Linked DNA regions of Mus musculus: region 2 is linked to region 1. Evidence: chromatin contacts called from public Hi-C data. All regions are on one chromosome and are shown on one strand. The core of a region is the stretch at or near the end of the contact, and the rest is flanking DNA. Distances in the headings are between cores, read along the strand shown. Region 1 has its middle 10 kb from the start of Gm22880. Region 2 has its middle 280 kb from the start of Ostf1.

Evidence for each region. A called contact is a pair of places that touch in the nucleus more often than the background predicts.
Region 2: a contact with region 1 is called in a Hi-C map of uterus. A contact is called at or near these places in 1 of 39 promoter capture datasets (cranial neural crest), 5 of 484 Hi-C or Micro-C datasets (adipose-derived mesenchymal stem cells and uterus) and 2 of 130 datasets of targeted methods (embryonic fibroblasts and fibro-adipogenic progenitors).

Annotation. Positions count from the first base shown.
Region 1 is chr19:17,872,049-17,879,566 of GRCm38.p6, forward strand. No RefSeq gene overlaps it. Among named protein-coding and RNA genes, the nearest start is that of Gm22880, 10 kb to the left of the region's middle.
Region 2 is chr19:18,345,660-18,352,525 of GRCm38.p6, forward strand. No RefSeq gene overlaps it. Among named protein-coding and RNA genes, the nearest start is that of Ostf1, 280 kb to the right of the region's middle.

The DNA of each region.
Region 1 (7,518 bases), core at 2,688-5,187:
GTTTTATTTTGTGAGAAAAAGTCTCACTATGTAGTCCTTGCTAGCCTGGAGTTTGCTATGTAGGCTAGGCTGGTCTTGAATATGCTATTTTCCTGCCCCTATCTCCCAAGTGCTAGCATGGCAAAGGCATTTAAAACTGTTGATTGCCTGATTTCAAATCCTCCACATCAGTGGAGGCAAGACCCAGAATCTAAGGAATGTGACTATCTTAATTACAGTTTGCATTGCTGTGAAGAGACACCATGTCTAAGCAACTCTTATAAGGACAACATTTCATTGGGGCTGGCTTACAGGCTCAGAGATTCAGTCCATTATTATCAAGGTGGGACCATGGCAGCATCCAGGCAGGCATGGTACAGGAGGAGTTGAGAGTTCTACATCTTCATCTGAAGGCTGCTAGGAGTGGACTGGATTCGGGGCAGGCCATGCCTACAATGAAAAAAGTTCCTCCACCAAAGCTACACATTCTAATCGTGCCACTCCCTGAGCCAAGCATAATCAAATCACCACATATCCAATGATTTCAGATTTGAGAGAAATTGTGAATGTTGAGAACACGTGGAAGAAAATGTGCAGGTAGAAGCTTATTACTCCATGAAAGAAAGTGTCTTTTGCCCCTTGTGTTATTCCAATGGAGTTAATCTCATATCTATAATAAATTGAGCATTCTATGTATTTGAAAAGGAGAGAATATAAGTGAAGAAAAATGCAATTTTTCTAAACCCTAATCAGGCTTTATAACATATAGTAATGTTTATGTATTAGTCAGTTTGGAACATTGTTATAGAATTTCACAATCTGGGTGGCTTAAACAATAGAAAACTTTTGTTTGATTGGTTAGTTGTTTCTTTGATTTTGTTGTTGTTTGTTTGTTGGTTTTTAAGTTCTGGAAACTGAAAGTCCAAAATCTAGGTTCTAGCATGGGGATTGCTGATGTCCAGTAAGGATTCTCTCTGGACTGTAGACAAACACATTTTTGTGTGCTTTCATCCCCCTACCCTCAGAAAGGGGGCAATGGAGAGCTTATAGTAAATTTCTCATCAGGGTACTAATCCTCTTGGATCAGAGCCACACCCTACACATTATCTTTGGTTCCCCTCCAGCAGCTCTCTACTGATACAGTCTCCTGTCACATTTACAGTCAGAGCTTCAACATAGAAATGCTGGGGTGACACAGTCTAGCCCCTAACAATCTAATCCACAACAAATCTCAGACAGTTGTGACCTCCACTGCTGATAACAAACAGATGTTTTGAGAGTTCTGCTGAGTCATAAAAGGGGGCAGACAGACACTGAAACCAGTGTTCTGGAATCACAGGCTACTTTGCAGTGGCTGCTGGGAAATCTCTCTATCAGCTTTGTTAAAGGATTGATGACATTATAATTATTATTATTTGACTATCTAGTAACAAAAGGAAATTAAGCTAGAGAAATTTAGAAACATGTGACACAGGGAAGTTAAGAGACTTGCTAAAGAGCAGAGCTAGAAGGGAGAATGGCCAAAAATGAGGTTAATTATAATTCAAAGCCATTATTTTTGTTCTTTGTTCTTCCTGGTGCAGTCTTAGGAGGGTTCCGTTACTCATTAACCAATAATTCAATTGATATAAATTATAAATCAATGTACTTCAATTTTTCTGAAGCCATGGAAATCATGAAAATGGAGAAGGGGAATCCCTAGAACATTTAATTAAGCTATAAAATTTCACTACATTTAAGAACAATGATATCAAAATCAAACTTACTCTGTTTTATTTCTGAATGTACAGGTTGAAGAAAAATCAGTTTGAGCTGTGATCATGTGGAATAAGCATTAAATAGGTGTTGGGACTACAGGAGATGAAAATCTTATGTCAAGTTGGCAAAGTTGGGTGTGATTCAGGTAAAGCTACACGTTCCACCCAAAGGTGGCAGCACTCTTACTACTTCTTTTGCTATGCTTCTTATTGCATTGAACACAATGGGCTCTTTGGGTGTTTCAAGGCTGCTTTTAGAAGTCATTTAAGGTAGATAAGTATATCAGTTTGGACCTAAGGAAGCTGAGACCAAAGGGTCTGTGAAATGTTCACTGTTTTACGGCTTTTAGAATTGTAGCCCAAACTAGAATCCAATAAAAGGACTCTCTGATCTGTATTTGAAACACTAAACTCCTAAGTTGGTGATATGTTCATAGCTAAACAGGAGTAGGTGAAAGTAAACTTGAACTTAAAAGAAAAAGAGCCATGAGGAAGACAAGAAAAGCCACTGACTTCAGGAAAGCAACGAGAAAATCCTTGATACTAAATTAACGTATTGCAGCATGCTTAATTGCACAGAAAAATCCCAAACACTTCCACTTGCAAGAGTTTCCTTGCCAGCAGCTGATCAACCAGGGCCAGAGCAGCCAAGTGTGCAATGCCTGGAGCATATTAGAAATGTGGAGCCCTTTTCCTCCAGAGTTACCAAATCAGAATCTGTGTCTTCAGACTCTAAACGGGACAATCCCTGACCGATTGACATCACAGAAGTTCTCCTATAGTCTAGACTCCAAACCACAGCATGACTCTCTTATTGCTGTAACTGGATCAGTGGCATCAGCATTGCCTGGAATGGGTGAGAAATGCAAGCAGCCAGTAAGGGCTTTGTCTGGTAACCAAATCATCTCTGCTGGGGGCTGGCAGTCTCTGTATTAGACATTCTCCAGGTGACTTCTGGCTCCAGAAGGACCCAGACTCACTTATCTGGCCTTTTCTGACCCCTTCATACCCAGATCCCATGATTCTGGAGACTATTGCTTCAGAATTGTTTCCTATTTCTGATGCTGTCTCCTCACATTCCTGCTTGATTAAAGGCTGCATAGCAGACAGGCTCAAATCAGCTAGCTTCTGTTTGCTGACTTCGGTGTGTGTGTCTGTATATGTGTGTCTTTGTGTGTGTGTGTGTGTGTGTGTGTGTGTGTGTGTGTGTGTGTGTTTATCTGATAAGCAGAGAAAACACCTTCTGGTTACAGCACCATTAGGACCCATTTTTCTTTAGGAAAAAAATGAGACTGTCTATACTGAAGAGGGTGTGACAGTATACACCATCATATAGGCTAGTTTCATCACTGTTTTTACAAACTCGGATGGATGGATGGGCCTTTTGTACACCCACTAGGAGCCTAGAAAGAGACGTTCTACACACTAAGAAGTGAGAATTGAATTAGGGTGCATTCACAGAAATGCGTGGAGGAAGATCCCAATTGCTTGCCTTCCCATGCGAGAATGAGTTTACTGAGAGGAAAGGTGGGCTGTTGGAATTTGTTTGTTCTGCAGATAAGTTTTGGAGCAAAGAAGCACAAGGCCATATCATTACTTAAAATGTTCGAATGAAGCACACTAAGTAGCAGTACTAGTGCCTCCGGCATGGGAACTGTAGGAAGTTGGACTCTCCAAAGCTAGTCATTGGAGACCTCCAGAAATCAGCCCCGTCGTGCTGGAGGAAGAGGGATAGAGGACAGACATTTGTCGTTGCTGTTGATGTTGTTGTTTGTTTGTTAGCTTTGTTTTGTTTTGTTTTTGGTTCAACTACTGAGTGTCATAGAAAAAAAAAACAGACTTGGTCCTAGTTGTAAACCAAATTTCTTTCTTTACTTCCTCCCCCTTTTCTCTCTCATCTTCCCTCCTTTTAGTCCTCCGTTTGTGAAACAAGGCTCTAATTGCCCTGCTTACGTCATCCAGATGTTGAGAGGATGAAATGGAGAAGAAAGCTGTGCATATGCTTTTACATGTTCATATTGAAGGTATCAAGAATGTTTCCCCGTAATAAAGTATCACGAAATAGTATTATTTCCGGAGCTTGAGAATTTCCCCCCACCCCTTTCTTTTCAAAGCCAGAGGCGCTTGTAGTCTTTGCAGTTTAAACTGGAGCAGAGGTCAGCAAGTTTCTTCTGTGAAATGCCAGAAAGTAAACATTTTTGGCTTTGTAAGCCAGATGGTTGTAACTACTCAGCTCCATTATTGCAGCCGGAAAGCAGCTATCGACCTCGTGTAAACAAATAGGCATACTGTGTTTCTGTAAATCTTTACTTACAAAAACTGGCAGTAGGCAGAGGTGGGACTGATTGTCCATTTCTGACCAAGAGTATTGGCTGCAGTTCATAGCCTTTTGATAAATTCCTGTAGTACTCTGGAGTCCAGTGATCACTGAGAGGAGTATAGATATTTCTATGCGTGTTACTGAGGAAGAAGGGAGCATAGCTCTCAGCACAGGCATCCTGAAGGTTCTAGTAAAATCTGAAACTTACTTGTCCTCCTTCATTGTATCTAGCAGCACCTAGGGTTGTACAGATGCACCACCAAATAAGGCAGTCCCTGTTTCTAGAGCAGTTTGTGGTCTGGATTAATGGCTGAGACACTCTTGATGTGAAAATATGGATTGCCGAAGAAAGACTATCTTTTGGGACAAAACGATGAACAGGTTATTTTTTGAGCACTGGCTATATGTGACTTGAATTGTGATGGTCACAGGAAGGAGGCCATGAGTTCTGACCCAAAGAGCTTACTAGTCACTGTGACTGCTGTAACCAGATCATATGTGGAAGACAAAATCACCACCTGCATTGATCATAGGACTCGACTGACCCATGAAAAGGACTTAGGAAGGAAGATAGTCTGGGAACAGAATGAAAATCTTGAGACACAGCTTTCTCTAGTTGGGCTTCAGCCTTGGTAACAACGAGAGAAAAACCATGAACCTCATCTTCCAATTTTCACAAGCAAAATACATCAGTCTCTGCTTTCCGTACCCAGAGGAGCTAGTCTGGAGTCATGTGAGTATGGGCCGCTTTCTTTGTTTGACTGTTTCTTTTGGATAAAGAGAATCCTGTTACAACTATTTTGAATCTCAGAAAGATCCCAGGTCTTATGGTCTAAAGTCAGCTGACCCCGCTTGTCTTTCATATCTGAAGCAGGATATAGCAATCCTGTGGACAGACTTCATTTTTTGATCCCCAGCCTTGACATTGTATTGCCCATATGACCCTAGACTGACAAAACCATTTCTACCATTGAGCTACTTCCCATGCCACCCTTATTCATGCCCCCTCCTTTCCCCCTTGTGCTATAGAATGTCTTTGAGTGACTGTGAACTTGCTATAGAGACTAGGCAAGCTTGAAACCTGTGATCCTCCAGTCTCTACCCTGCCTGAGCAGCAGCTGGAATCACAAGCTTGTACCACTAGACCTTGTATATGGGGAGTTTTCTTATAGCTGGAAGTTAAAGTATCATATAGATTATGCCAAGTGACTTCATGTTAGGGGAAAAAAGCAACTCCTCTATTTTAGTTGTCTATAACAGTATATGAAAAAACAACTTTACAACAATACCCTTGAAGTAATAAAGAACTGACTTTGGTCTAGGCACCAGAGCTCATAGTGTAATGTTGTACCTCATCTATTGAAACAGCCGACAGATTCAACCAACCAGCAAGTGTTCCTTGCATGTACCTGACACACCTGCTCACAGAAAACCTGACAAATACTTAAAATATTTCATTTTATTTGGAGACTACAAAGAAAATTTATTTGGTGGCTGCCGAGGTAGCTAAGTTGCTGCTCTGCCCGATGACATGAACTTGATATCTGATACACACATGGTGGAGTGAAAGAACCAACTTCCATAGATTCTCTTATGACTTCTGCTCACACCTGTGGCATGTAAACATGTGCACATACATACAATATAAGTAACACATAATAGATATTCTAAAAGTGTATTCCTAGTCATTTGAGTCAAGGCTATAAGAGTTGAAAGGATATTTTGGAGAAATAACACCAAGAGAAAGATAATAATATTTGTTTACTAATGGCTAGGCACTGCACGTAAGCTTACACAATACCACCATGAAGTGTTAAGTATTGTTCAAGAGTGATGAGATTGAGGCTAAAGATTTTATAGAAGTTTCTGGAGTCTTCTGATCTATAAACCCTTTAGAAGTAAGAGCTTAAAGCATAGTATAAGAATGCTTAAGGTGTGATCAAGGAAAGACATAAGAAAAGCATAACTAAAAAAAATAGTGGATCATGAGAAGCAGGAACTTAATATTTTAGACTCTACAAACTGGCTCCTGACTATTGTAGCTGGATGAGAAAATTGTGTCTCAAGGTCATATAACATGTCATTGCCCAGAATGCAGGTCTCCTGACCCCATTTTCTGATTGTTCTCAAAGCTTCTAGCCCACTCAGATCCTCTGCAAGATATTAAGAGATTCAGGAGAGGATGCAAGTCTCCATCCACTGGTACCAGCTCAAATCTTCAGTCCTCATTTTCCAATTTTCGCTAATGCATTTAGTGTCTAAAGAGGTCAAAGTACCCATCCCTTCTTATGAAATAATAATAATAATAAAAATTCCATTACCTCTATATCTTTCTCAGTTCCCACACTAGAGATGTATAGCCTTGCTCTTCTGTAAGAACTAAGCTAGTGTTTGCTCACTGTATTTTAGAGGAGAGTCACAGTAGAGTGTAATTAAACTCAGGAGGATAGAGTGCTTCGCTGGAAGGTTGAAAGGGCATCTTAGAGGCGTTAGCTGCCCTGCTTCAGCAGGAGCTCCCAGTCCTCACCATTCCTGAACACAGGCATGCCACCAAGGAGTGAAGCACTTGTGCTGTGGAGTCACTGCCTGGACAGAGGCTTTGTTTCTGTGTTTAAGAAGCTTCCTAAGGCGTGCGTGTGTGTGTGTGTGTGTGTGTGTGTGTGTGTGTGTGTGTGTGTGTGTGTGTTTAAATCCTTGAGCAGGAAAGAAAACATTTTCTAGTTCTTGACTGCATTTCACACTTATCTCAGTTAATCTTATTTTAAAGGTTTGTTTTTATTTATGCTAAACATGTATGCCATGTGTGTATGAATGCCCTTGGAGGCCCTATGTATGTATGCATGTATGTATGTATGTATTTATGTATGTATGCATGCCATGTATGATTGAGATGCCCTGGAGCTGGAGCTACAAGTTAGATCTGAGTCACCTAATTTGAGTGCTGGGAACTGAACTCTAGTCTTGGAAGAGCAGGAGTTGCTTTTAATGGCTGAGATATCTCTCAAGACCCCTAAGCTAATTTTTATGGTACCACTCCATCATCGGTCCTGATTTCATGTCAAGCTACCTAATCTGCCTAACTTGCTAACACTAAGCTTTGAACTCAGGACTCCAGGAGTCTATACTTCTTCCCAGAGCAAGCTACTCTCTCATGATATTTCCTATAAGAGCTATAAAAATCAGCAGATGGTTTGGGGTTTAAGAAAATGTCTTCGAAAAGATTTTGGTTTTATACTATTCTAACAATTGTTCTAAAACTGCATTTCAATAGATAAGCTTTATAGGGAATAACAGGCTTTGAAAAGTTATAAGTGCACATGTGAGAAGAGAAACATATTTTAAAAAATAATTTTTATTTTTGATATTATGATATTATTACAAAATTTCTCCCTTTCCTTTTAAATAAGGTCTCTTTGCTCTTTTTCAAAGTCATGGTTTCTTTTTTCATCAAGTCTTATCACA
Region 2 (6,866 bases), core at 1,717-4,216, 470 kb after region 1:
CACTATACATTCAAGCTATGAGCTCTTGTGTTTGATTCTTTGTGATAAAATCATGTATTGACTCCAACCTTGGAGTTTTCACTATTTCAACAAGAAACAGAAGGGAAAGGTTGTAGTTTCTTCACATTTCACATTTACCTCTGATGTCAGAAAGAACCCCAGAGACCACACACTCACAATCCTGAGCGTGGGAGAAGCAGAGGGAGAAACAAGACAGGAAGGCCCATTCTCCAGCTCCCACTGATGCAGGTTATGCTCTGAGATTCAGTGGCATTTTGTCAAAATCCAAAAGAATGAGTCATGAGACAGAGTGGGAACCAGAAAAATGTCCAGGTCATCCTAGACGAGAACTTTGTGTTTTGGCTGTGCTGTCTTCTGGTATTGGCAATGGCTTCCCACAACTCAGACATGCTTATTGGGACCATAAAAGCACTGCCCAATGCTAGTAAGAATAATTTTGTATTCATCTGTCATGCTATCACACCTTGACCCAGAAAACTAAATCAGCCTACCTAGGAAGTTAATGGAATGTGCCATTTGAGAGTTGAAATTACATCTAGGTGAAAGATCTTTTTGTCATTGATTTTTCATCTAGAGACATCTACAAGACAGCATGTCTTAAGAGAAATCCAACGCATAAAATAGGTCCAAAGTTTACTAAAGTTTCCTATCAAGGCAGTAGATCCAACTTACTTCTTCAAAAATCTGTTTTCTGACCTGGAAATGTAGTTCAGTTGGTAGAATGTTTGCCTAGTGTATGTAAAAAGCTTGGGGCTAACCCTGAGCGTACACCAGACATAGCGGCACATGCTTGCAACTCTTACACCCAGGAGCTATAAGGAGAAGGATCAGAAGGTCAAGAACACTCTTGGCTACAAAGACCAAGATGCATAAAGCCCTGTATTAAATAAATATAATAATAAGAAGAAAGTGGTACATTTTCCACTTAAATGTAGACTGTATTTTCCCCCAAAGTCAGAATAGCAAATAAGATGGATTGGAAATAGCATTAAGATGGTGTCTTGACTGGCTTTGGTGCTATATGGATGCACAGCCTTGGACATGACAAGTGAACTTCTGAGTCTCACTTGCATCTATCAATGCAGAAATACTGTCGAGAGATGGAGCAGCTGCTTTCTAGTGGCCTCATTGTTTACTTAGGTTAAAAGTAGGCCATCTAATGTTTGGCTGTGGGTCTCTGCATCTGTTTCCAGCAGTCACTGTATGAAGCCTCTCAGAAGACATTTAGGCTAGACTCTAGTTTGCGAACATAGCAGAGTATCATTAACCATGCCAAGGGTTGGTTCTCGTCCATGGGGTCAAGATGCCACAAGGAGACTTACACCATCAACTAACCTGGGCCCATAGGGGCTCACAGAAACTAATCCACCAACCAAAGAGCATGCATGGGCTGGACCTAGGCCCTTTTCTTATTTGTATCTTCTGTGGATCTCCTAACAATGTGAGCAGAAGCTGCCTCTGACTCCATTGTCTGCCTTTAGGATCCCCTACCCCTATTTATACTGCCTTGTCTTTTCTTAGTAGTAGAGGGTACACTGAGCACAACTACAACTTAATGTGCCAGAACAGGGTGGTACTCATGGAGAGAGGGCTTTGATCATGGAGTTTATGGAAAAATCATCAAAAAGAAATAAAGAAAAATTATGCATATGAACAAAAATTTCACAAATAAATAAATAAGTAGACATGGGCCACTTTTCTTTTTTTTGGGGGGGGCACTTTTCAAATGTGCTTAGAACACAGGAACTCAAAAGCTGCTGGCTGCTCTTCATCGATAATCCTTTTAGAATCACCAAATGACCAATCCTCTTGTCACCCTCAACTTTCCTTATCTATGGTTTGAGCTGAACTGCCATTATGAATATTAAAAAGAAAAATCACAGTGGACAGTCCAGAGATAGAGCAGAAGCAAGCAGTCATTCAATATACATTTTCTTACTCACCAGCGAGTTATCTTATGGACTTATGACCAGAATAAAACATGAATAAGAAAAAAAAACCACAATAACAACCCTTTTCTCTTTCTGTAGCAGGAGCTTTGAGGAGAAGCCTTGGGACTAGCTCGTTGTATATTTCTATTCATTAAAACTTCTGATCAGGGGTTCAGCTCAGCAGTTGAGTGCATTCCTAACATGCATGATAACTGTGTTGCTGTCTCAGAGCCACCAAAACAAAACAACAAAAAAACAGCAACAAAAATCTCTATAAATAAACCAACCAAACTGTAAGGAGCTAAAGATTTTACAAAATTGCTATACCTCTCAAATTTTTATTATGGTAAAAACAAAAAAAAGAGACAGAGAAACATGAAATTATTTATCATCATTTCTAAGTGTATACACAGGCAATATATTCACATTTTTGTGCCCCAAATCTCTACAGTGTTTTGTTTTCCTCAGCTGAAACTCTGTCCACTCAACAACTCATGTCCCCTCTTCAGCCTTCAGTAACTGAAAGGCTATTTGTCTACCCACCTTTTGCATACCTTTAGCTTCTACAGATCTCATGAGTGAGATCACACAGAATATGTCCTTTCATGTCTAGATTATTTACCTTAGTGTGATACCTCCAAGTTCCCTTCATATAATTGCATGTGTCATAGTTATTTTTCTTTACAAAATTTAATAATATTTCATTGTAGGATCACACCATACTTTTGTAATCACTCACCCATCAAATCCCTCAGCAGTCTTAGCCAAATCTTTTAAAAATATACAACTTCCAGTAATTATTTTATAGCCCCAACTCAAATTCAGTACATCTAGTTTGTTCAGAGGAATCGGAACCATGGTAAGAATAAAGATTATTTGTGCTCCCTACTCCCTGCTCCCACTTTCTCGTCCTTGAAATTGCCATCTTGCCAGTACATTTCCCTATGTTTAGCCAGATCTTCCTCCTCATGTTGACTCAGACAAACCAAAACACTGTTGCGAGGCTTGGTATTTAAACTGTTCTGAGAAAATACTGTTTAGTGGTTTTCGGCCACTAAGTAAACATCATTCAATACTTGCTGTCATCCTGTACTTTAGAAACTACAACAGCTGAAAGAGGAGCTCTCTGGCTCCACTGCCATCCTCTGACACCATGATTGTCCTTAGGATCTGTCCATGGCCAATGAGGGGAACGTTACTGCCCTCCACTCTCTGGGCATTCTTGCTTTACACTGGCTCTAAATCTAGCATTGGGATTTTGTTTGGTTTATTTCTTTGTTTTAGGGAGAAAAAGGAACAAAGAGAACCTCCCAGAAAAATACTTTTAAGTGAAAGGAACTACGGTAACAAGGAGGATTGAGACTCAACATCAGATTCTTTGAGGCCCTCATCCTCTGCTGTCTCTCCTCCTGAGATTTCTTTGGATTGTCCTAATAAAGCCTTGGCACCAGGTGTGTGTGGTGGGGTATATACCCATGCTACAAGATTTGTTCTTGAATGTTTCAATCCATGCACCAAAATGGTCTGCTTATCCTGTTCCAGGTAGACTTCTACCTCCTCCTTCCTCTGTAGTCAGACCTGCCTCATTCAGATACCTAGTCAAAAGTATAACCTCATTGGATTTCTCGTTCCTCATGTCCTAATGCATGAAGATGTCTATCTAGATTTGAAATGAGTCTAGCCTTCATTTTCTTTCCAGTTGAACCACAGTGGGGAGTCTTAATGACAACAAGCAATAAACTGACAAGGTGTATCCTTCTCCTACTCTCCAAGCTGGTTTGCAGGATACAGGCACTAAACCTAGCATCTGACCCACCATGACCTTAAGAGCCAATAGAATCAAAGACCCCCTATGATTAAGCTGAGGAGGACAATGGGGTCTTAAAGATCTAGACTACAAGAGGACTACTGGCAACAGTGGTGAGATGGACCAGAACTATCCACAAGTTCAACCTCGATAGTACATGAAGGGCAGACTATTCTATCAAGAGTCTAGAGCCATCACTCTAGAAACTTTAGCCTAACCACTTACATTTCTTCACTTGCAGTGGCCAGAGATGCATACTTGAACATGTCTTTTGCTTGTTGGCCTTACTTCTGTAAAGATCCCTTTATTAAAACCCCAGGGAGTGTTGCAATTCTGAGTGCTGGTCACTGGGCTTCTAGACTTTCCGTGGGTCACTGGCACTGTCTGTGAGACTCTTTGAATGTGTGTTGCATCATCCCTACCATAGCAGCAATGTTTTTATGCCCCCTAAGGCAGAAGCTTCCAATAGATGCCCTGTCTCTGATCCTCATGTGCCCATAGCCTGCAGCTGTGACTCCTCCTCAGCTGCCATGTCTGTTATGCCATCTGTTTTACCCACAGCCATTCCTACTCTGACTGTTAACATGGCAGGGAATGTAAGCTTATGACTTGGGACTACAGGTGAGATGATGTAGTGAACTGCCAGGTTTTCTGGAGAAAAAGTTCCAGTAGAGTTAAAGAGAAATTTAATGCCCCAAATATGGAAACTGAAAACAACTCTAAAGGCTTAAACATGATAACAAGTGTACCCTGCTCCAAAGGCACCACAGATAATTCATATATTTTGTATTATGTGTGGTTCCATATACTTTGCTCAAAAGTTATTAAAATCATATCACATCTGAAACTTAACTCCATGGCTATGCTGCTGTCTTTCTAAGACATCAGCAATATTTCAAAGTGATCAAGAACCACACATGAGCTGCAACACCCATTAGCCCAGATACAGAGATCTTTCATCAGTGCAGAAAGCTCATTTCCACCATTGCAAGTCTACTCTGAGAATTCTAGGAGGTCAAGATAGAAGAGTAAATCCCAGATGAATAATTAATAGCATGCCAATTCAATGCACTCCCTAAACACCATCCTTCTGAAAGAGCATGGTAGTCACTAATGATACTATATGACCTGGGTGTATGCCCATAAGGACATCACATATGCAAAGCCCTTGGCTCAGTCCTTGGCTCTAAAATGGGGGGGGGGAGGACTCCACCAGTAATTATGATAGGATCTCAACTAGCCCAAAGGCATTGTCACCTTATCACCATGTTTCCCCTGGGCATCCCAGGGGTAGAGTCTAATGTGAACAGTGTTGACAGTCACTGAAGAGATTGAAGAAACAGCTTGATCTGATGTCTGTATTTCAATATTACTCTGGGTGGGAGATGGGATTACGGGTTTCCAAGTGGTTAAAGAGCTTACTACAAAAGCATGAGGAAGGACCTTAGTTAGGATTCCCTAGGACCCATGTAAAACACCAGGTATAACAGTGCATATTTGTGATTCCCACTCAAGGGAACAAAGACGGGTAGATCTTTGATGGTCAGTCTAAGCAAGAGGTTAAGCTCCAGGTTCAGTGAGAGACTTAGCCTCAAAAAAAAAAGTTGAAGAATTATAAAGGGAAATATCTTGTGTTGAGCTCTAGCTTCTACACACACATGTGCAAGCATACATACTTGAATATGTGCATACATAAACATGTCACAAAAGAAATATGCTCACAGAAAGAATGGGGCAGCTGGAGAGATGGCTCAGCAGTTGAGTATTGACCGTTCTTCCAGAGGAGCTGGATTCAAATTCCAGTACCCGCATAGCAGCTCATGCAGGCAGGCAAACTACTAATGCAGGGGGTGGGGGGATGAGAGGAAGGGAAAGAGGGAGGAAGGGAGGGGGGAAGGGAATGTAGAAAGGGGGAAATTGTTCTGGGATGCTGCATGCAAAGTAGACTAGAGTATTCTCTCTCAACTGGGATTCCCAGACCAGAAGCATAGCTCTACCTAGAAAAGTGCTAGATAGGAACATCCCAGACTTCCTGAAAATTTGGGTATAATCTAATAGCCAAAGCTTTGGTAGACTTTCTAGCAAATGTTAATGGGTGAAAAGAACATGAAAGTGGATCATGGGAAATCAATAAGGAGGCTTCCTTAGTTAAGATTTCTATTACTGTGATAAAGCACCATGACCAAAAGTTGGGGAAGAAAGGATTTATTTTATATACACTTCTACATCACTGTTCATTATCGACAGGAACTCAAATAGGGCCAGAACCAGGAGGTAGGAGCTGATGCAGAGGCTATGGAAGAATACTGCTTACTGGCTTGCTTCTCATGGATTGTCCAGCCTGCTTTCTTATATAATCAAAGACCATTAACCCAAGCACAGAAAAACCCACAATGGGCTGGACACTCCCACAACCATGACTAATTCAGAAAATGTTCTGCAGGCCTGCATACAGTCCAGTGTCATAGAGACAATTTCTCCATGAAAATGATAAAGGCTCCGAAGTTTCCTTCCCTCATATAACTCTAGTTTATGTCAAGCTGACATAAAACTACCCAGTACAGAGGTCACAGGAAGTAAAGGTCCCTTATATACTTACAGACTTACACATTTACTGAGGAGAAATGCTCTCTTGAATGTAAAATTTTGGGTGACCACCATGTGGAAGAAAGAGAGTAGTGGGAGTGAGTGATGAAGATATTCTCCTGCCTTCTATCAAAACCAGTCATTTACATAAGATCACTCGCAATGTTTTTCTTAATCTTCATCTGTCTTGGGGGAGGAGCTATATAAGTCAAAAGTCTGCATTCAAATCCTTTAGCTAAAAAAAAAAATGAAATTGAAAAACCAATACTTATATCTATACCACATTACTAAAAAAATAAAATAAAATAAGAGATTGGAAGATTTGTTTATTTCAAACATATGCCTCATATAGACCAAACTCTATAGTTTTCCATTCAAATGCAATTGGATAAAGTGTTTACTAACTACAGAATGGAATTAATTAGGAAATATTACTGGATCCTGCTATGTGCTCAAAAGGGAACTGTATGTATTTCCCCTTCAGAAACCAGAGGAAACCCTTTTCTGGGCATATATCCACT